Linked DNA regions of Sus scrofa: region 1 is linked to region 2. The links are chromatin contacts, called in public Hi-C maps. All regions are on one chromosome and are shown on one strand. The core of a region is the stretch at or near the end of the contact, and the rest is flanking DNA. Distances in the headings are between cores, read along the strand shown. Region 1 has its middle 20 kb from the start of SPESP1. Region 2 has its middle 13 kb from the start of FEM1B.

What was found. A called contact is a pair of places that touch in the nucleus more often than the background predicts.
Region 1: a contact with region 2 is called in a Hi-C map of embryonic fibroblasts, with 3 times the contacts expected there. The contact joins two enhancer-like sites. A contact is called at or near these places in 6 of 47 Hi-C or Micro-C datasets (embryonic fibroblasts, heart right ventricle, omental adipose tissue and 2 more).

The regions. Positions count from the first base shown.
Region 1 is chr1:166,796,275-166,799,428 of Sscrofa11.1, forward strand. No RefSeq gene overlaps it. Among named protein-coding and RNA genes, the nearest start is that of SPESP1, 20 kb to the right of the region's middle. Within about 2 kb of position 1,802, at least 8 of the 83 cell types and tissues checked have an H3K27ac peak or open chromatin away from gene starts, as enhancers often do. A contact at or near this core is called in embryonic fibroblasts and omental adipose tissue, where this site is marked.
Region 2 is chr1:166,146,594-166,149,822 of Sscrofa11.1, forward strand. No RefSeq gene overlaps it. Among named protein-coding and RNA genes, the nearest start is that of FEM1B, 13 kb to the right of the region's middle. Within about 2 kb of position 1,573, at least 42 of the 83 cell types and tissues checked have an H3K27ac peak or open chromatin away from gene starts, as enhancers often do. A contact at or near this core is called in embryonic fibroblasts and omental adipose tissue, where this site is marked.

The DNA.
Region 1 (3,154 bases), core at 552-3,051, 650 kb after region 2:
GGAAAATTCCTGGCCTGATAAACAGATCAAAATCCAATACATTTAGTACTGCTTTTAGAAGCGTCTTGGCTTCACCCATCTTGATGATGGTTCTTCCATGTGGTGTAGAATGTTGAAAGAAGACTTCTCTGGGTGGCATTCTCATTGTACCAAATTTTAATCAACCACTTTGCAAGTTGAAGTATTCAAAAAGCATGTATGACCAACCCCATGCTCAACATTAAAAATAGTGTTTTTTTAACAACATACATTAGGAAAAACACTCCCATATTTTACCAATAGAACTTACTTTGTGGTTTCTTTCTAAGATACTTTTAATATGATTTTGATTATTTTATATTTATCAAAAAGAAACAGAGTTACATCCCCCGTGTAAAGAAGTGGTTTACTCCCTGGTACTTGGCATTCCTAAGAATGAGACAGCCAAAGATGCGGTGCCTCTTGAAGTGATACACAATGCAGTGCACAGCAGCACATAGGCAGTGCCCTTGACTAAACAGGAAAAAATCTGAACCTGGATCTGATTAACCAGTGGATCTACATTAAACAACATCACAAGGATACAATCATGTTAAATAAAGAATACCACCACTTTTCAGATTATGTATGATGGAACTAGTTCTAGAAAATTAAAATTTTACACACTCACCATCATGAATATCTTGCTGTGTCTTGACCAGAATTGCTTATAATCATTAATTTAAAATAATGTACACTACTTGAATTAGGCAAAATAGCATTGGTTATTATATTAAATTGCAGACAGTTGAGGCAAAATGTATTTTTGCCTGTCAATTAGCTATTCCTTCTTTTTAGAGTTATGTGTTTATATTTTTTGCCTATTGATCTGTTTGATATGAGGCCTTTATTTGGTTAGGATATTTACCACTTACCATATTTGTTGCAATCTTTTTCCAGCTTCTACTTGGTCTTTTGCTTTTGTTTATAGTCTCATAGAAAGTTTAAACATTTTAATGTTGTTAAACATGCTGCTACTTTCCATCATTGCTCTTAAAATTATTAAATTATTAAAGTTATTCCTCATTTAGAAGGGATATTCTGCTTGATGAATAGAACCCGATATATGCAACTCTATTTTTTCATTGATGGCTTGATGCTTAGGTATTTAACTCCTTGATCTAACTACACATTTTTTGGCATAAGGTATGAAAAGAGGATCTAGTGTATTTTTCCCCCAAATAAAAAAACCTGTGACTTGAATACTATATTGAATAATTCCTATTTTCATGTAATTATTAGTAAGTGAAGTTATAATGTCATCAAGACCTCATGTTCCTACCTTATTGCTGATCTAGAGAGAACAGTTTTGCCAGGACTTGAATTGCTTCAGTCTGGATCTGTTTTGCTCTATTTTGTTATTTCTTTGAGGTAAAAATGGAGGCTAGCTTTTTCCTCCCTTATATTTTGGAAAAACAAACAAGGGATTGGCTCACTTCTACTTTCTATTCATGAATATTTTGCCCATTTCACATTTTGTAAGTTAATATCATTTAATTTTCCCTGGTAGCAATACATTTTGATTTCTGTTTGCATGCACTATTCTAAAAATAGGAGAGTCAGTTTCTTAAATTGCTAAAGGAGAAATCCTGACTGATTCTGGTTTTAAAATACACTCCTAAAGGGAAGTTCAAAAATTAAAAAAAAAAAAGTCAACTCACAAACAGAGAAAATAAATAACAGCCAATGTGTCTACTGAACTAATGGACCATATGAAGTAAAGAGAATGTGAATTCTGTCATGGGAGGAGGGGAAAGGAGGGCTGCCTGCCCAAGGACAGCGCCAGAATAGGCTGCCCAGACATTCCAGAGACGCTGCGAAATCCAGGGACAGCCCAGCAGGGCTGCATTCTGGTATGCTGCTGGAATATGTCTTTTAATATATTTAAAACCCCGTGGCGAAAACATTGTCTGCCTCAGGGTACACCACTGGGTTTAAATATACTAAATGATGCCAAAGCAAGAACATACGCCAAGTTTCTCTGAGCTTTCCACAGCCTTTCCTGCATGTCAGAATTGAGCACAGGTGCTAGGATTGAGTTGAAAAATAATCCAGTGAAGATGGCAGAGTTGTGTTATCCATTCAATTATTAATACGTTATTAAAATATTTCACTTTTCACACATCTGACATTTTGAGTTCATTCTTTTACAAATTAGTAAACAAACAAGCCAAATTGTTCAGGCTCAGTTATACAGCCTCTTCAAAGGTTAAGAGCAGAAAATGTTCGGAACTGTTTGTGGAGGGCCCATGCTAGCTAGACTGGAATGTCTAAATTAAATTAAAGCTAAAGTTAAACATGCACCTTGGTTCACCATGCTTTCATAATAAATATCAAGTGTTTGTGTTGACATTGTATTTTTATGTTCCCTCCCCATGTGGGAGGAAAAACCCATAAATGCCTGTCCTTGGAAGCAGAGAGTGGTAACATGTACTTCATAGTATTGGTATGACTCATCACTTAAGGGTTGAGTTAGACTGGGAAGAAAATGGAAAGGTTTGAAACAACCTATGCCTTCATTGGTATATAAAATATCTCCACCTGATACTGTCATTAACAGCATAATGGAACACTCTGTGACAATGCTGAGGGTCTATTTACGATGGGATGGAATTGACCACGCAGACACGCAATACAATACATCTTCAAGTGTCTGCTATGGGTCTCTCCCAAACACTGCAGTTAACTCTTAGAGCCCTGTGTGGGTCTCATCTTACCCTTGAGCCTATAGGGATGGGGTACTAAACCCCGAATTGTCCTGATTCTGCTCTAGCTTCTAACAAGCTCTTCTATGTGCTCACTGAAGACCATTCCAGAGGGGCCTCCAGTTTATAGGGATGCTGTCTAGAAGGTCTCACAGGCATTAATTTACATTTGGAAAAAAAGAAAACATTTGGGAGAATCATGGCTACTTTTGTGCAAAATAAAATTTTGCACACGAAAGACATTTTTCCTTTTAAACAATAGCTTCTTTTGCAGCTGAACTTCTAGACCTCAATTTTTTTAGACCTTGAATTATACTTTAAAAGTATACAGGAACAGATGGTGAAAGATGATTGCAAGGTTGTGGAAAGTACTGACATCAGAGTCAGAAGTTTCTGTGCATTTAGTTTCTAACTGTGTGATCTTTGGCAGA
Region 2 (3,229 bases), core at 323-2,822:
GCTTTTTGTTCTGAGTGTTTACATGCATAACCAGGGCAGTTCAGGGGCACCTTACTCTGACGTGGATCTTGCAGCCCTGTGGCCAGGTTTGGTTTTTTTTTTTCCCTTTCTTTTTGCCTATGTAACCATCTTTGCAAACTTAAAAGTATATCTGCTTAAATGCTGATTTTTATTTCTCAGAACTTTTCAATTATTTTCCAAGGTGTTCATTCCTAAAATAACAACATGGAACATGCGGTTGGTTATTTGGCTTCTTTCTTGGCAATGGACACATCTAAATTCTCCTTCTAATGTGTATTGACTACTGGCTGTTTTTGCTGTTTGTTAGTGTTTTTTTGGCTATGCCCAAGGCATGTGGAAGTTCCTGGGCCAGGGATCGAATCTGTGCCACAGCAGCGACCCAAGCCACTGCAGTGACAATGCCAGATGATTAGGGACTGTTTTGTACCATTAGCATTATAACCACTGTATAATGAATTCTGGCTGGCACTGTTACATACAGGAATATTTTAAATTTGGTAGCAATGATAAAATAGCAATACCATAGTCACAATCATCATTACAATCACTCACAGGAATTCTGGTGCCAAATTTCACCAGTCACAGGAAGGGACTGACAAACATTGGTAGGTATTTCTGTTTCAGCAGCATATGTTATGTCACCAAGTGGCAATAGCACAAACCTTTCTCCAGCCACCCACTTCCATTTTCATGCTCTAGACCTGCCCTGTCCACTCCATCAGCCATTAGCCACATGCAGCAACTGAGTACTTGGAACTAGATATTTCCTAAACTATACACCAGATTTTGAGGACTTAGTATGAAGAGAAAAAGTAAAATGTCTCGGTAATTTTAATATTGATTGCATGTTGAGATGATAACATTTTGGATGTGTTAGGGTAAATAAAATATATTAAAATTAATCTCAGCTGGTTCTTCCTACCTTTTTAATTGGCTACTAGCACATTTAAAATTACATACGTGGATCGCATGTGTGTCTCACATTTTATTTCTATTGGACAGTGCAGCTCTAGAGGTTATCAACACTTGTGATCCTCACCTACCAAAGTCGGCTTCATTGGTGTGTGGCTGATGCAGTCAACACAGGGAGCCCCCATCTTCACAAGTGCTTCGCCTTTGATTTAATTCTCTGCTGTAACTGCCCTGAAATCCTTAATTGCTATTTTTGAATTTGCGTTTTAGAAGGAAAGCTCCCAGAACAATGGAATATGCGCTGGGGGGGCTGAAAGCCTTGGTTCATGCGTCTTCACGCCTTCAGTCAACTCCCGGTGTCCCTGCTCCTGCCCCGCGACTGCTGCCACCTTTGGTCTGCGTCACGGTTTTGGGCGCGGTTGTGGGAAAGGTCAGGGGTGTGATGGTGGCTATCCCGTCTCCGGGCTGACTGTGCAGGGTCTCTCGCCCACCTTGACCCAGGGGCGAGAGCGCCACCAACGCCGAGGTCGCAGAACCCTTGGGAGTCGCCTGTCTGCCCTGGTTTGGGGGGGTGGGATCTGGGGAAGGAGAGACACCTGGCCTGACGTCGCTAGACTCCTCCCACCAGGGCGCGGCGCTGTGGTCAGCTGCAGACGGGGACCGGACCCTGCAGCCCGAAGGGCTGAGCTCACTCGCAGCCTCGGGAAGGGATGCGCGCCAACGCGCAGCGGAAAGACGCTTGGCTAAAGCGCCTGAGAGCATCGGGAGCGCGCCCTAGTCTGGCTCCAACCTTGAGGGAGAATTGCGAGGACCGTTTCCTCCTTCCAGTCTTCTGTTTGTTTCTTCTGGACAGCTCAAGGCACCCCCTGGGGACAAAACGTAACTCACAAATTGTGTAATTTCTGTAATTGATTCCACGGGAGTCACTATGACGATTGAAATACTGTGATATTTGCATTTAGAACTGCCCTTGCACAATAGAAAGATGAATGGTAAAATTCACACTAATAATTACAACTTAAAATTGTAATTCACTTTACATTTTTAAATGATTAAAAAATTGAAGTTAAATTGTGGCAAAATAGACAAGGTAAAATTTACCATCTTAATTAACCATTTTAATTGTATAGCTCAGGAGTGTCAGGTATTTACATTGCTATGCAGCCAATCTCCAGAACTTTTCCATCTTGCAAAACTAAAGCTCTACCTGTCAAACATCAACTCTCCATTTCTTACCCTGGCAACCACCATTCTACTCTCTGTTTCTATGACTTTGACTGAAATCATGGAGCCTTTGTCTTTTTACAACTGGCTATTTCACTTAGCATAATGTCTTCAAGTTTCATCTATGTTGTAGTGTGTGTCAGAATGTCCTTCCTTGTTAAGATCGAATAATATTCCACTGTATGCATATTTTATTTATCCATTCATCCTTCAATGGGCATATGGATTGCTTCCACTTTTTGGCTACTGTGAATAATACTGCTATTAAACTATGTATAAATATCTTTCCATTTTTTTGCTAAAATAAGACTGCAATGGATACCTTTGTACACATAGCACTTTGCATACCTGTAAATGTATCTGTAGGGTAAATTCCTGAAAGTAAAATTGTCGGGTCAAAGGAAACGTGTAAATATTGCCAAATTGCTGTCCATAGATGTTGAACCATTTTACACAGCCTCACAAACACTGTATGTTTTCAGACTTTTGATCTTTGACAATATGATAGATTAAAAGTGGTATTTACATCAATAAGAATGAGCAGAAAAATGTGAAGTCTGTTTAAATCCATAGGTTTGTAATAATACAGTAAGCACCTGCCAAATCTTCAGTGTTAACTTTTGGAAGATGCTGGGAAAACAATTCATTATTTTGAAACAAAGGAAAACAGAAAGAATCAAGTACGACCTGGCTTTTCTACATGGCTTAAGCCATATGTCAGATAGCTAAATAGTCAATGAGAGGAAGTTTCTCTTTATAAAAGTATTTTCATTATTACATAAAGAAATAATGCAAATACTAAGGAAATGATGGATGTAGGCTATGATCATCAATGGTTACAGAGAGAGACCAAGGCAGAGAAAGAGATGACCAGACATCCATTCTATACCTTCCTTAAAATAGGAGACCACTGTGCTACCTCTCAACTACTCTTGCCTAAACATTCGCACTTGAATCTGATCATCATCAGGTCTAATGGCCAACAAGTTACAGAAAATACAGCATAAGAAGAACATGCTAAATAACACACAAAAGGGGGTACAATCAGCAAAATTCAGACCGTACTAAATGC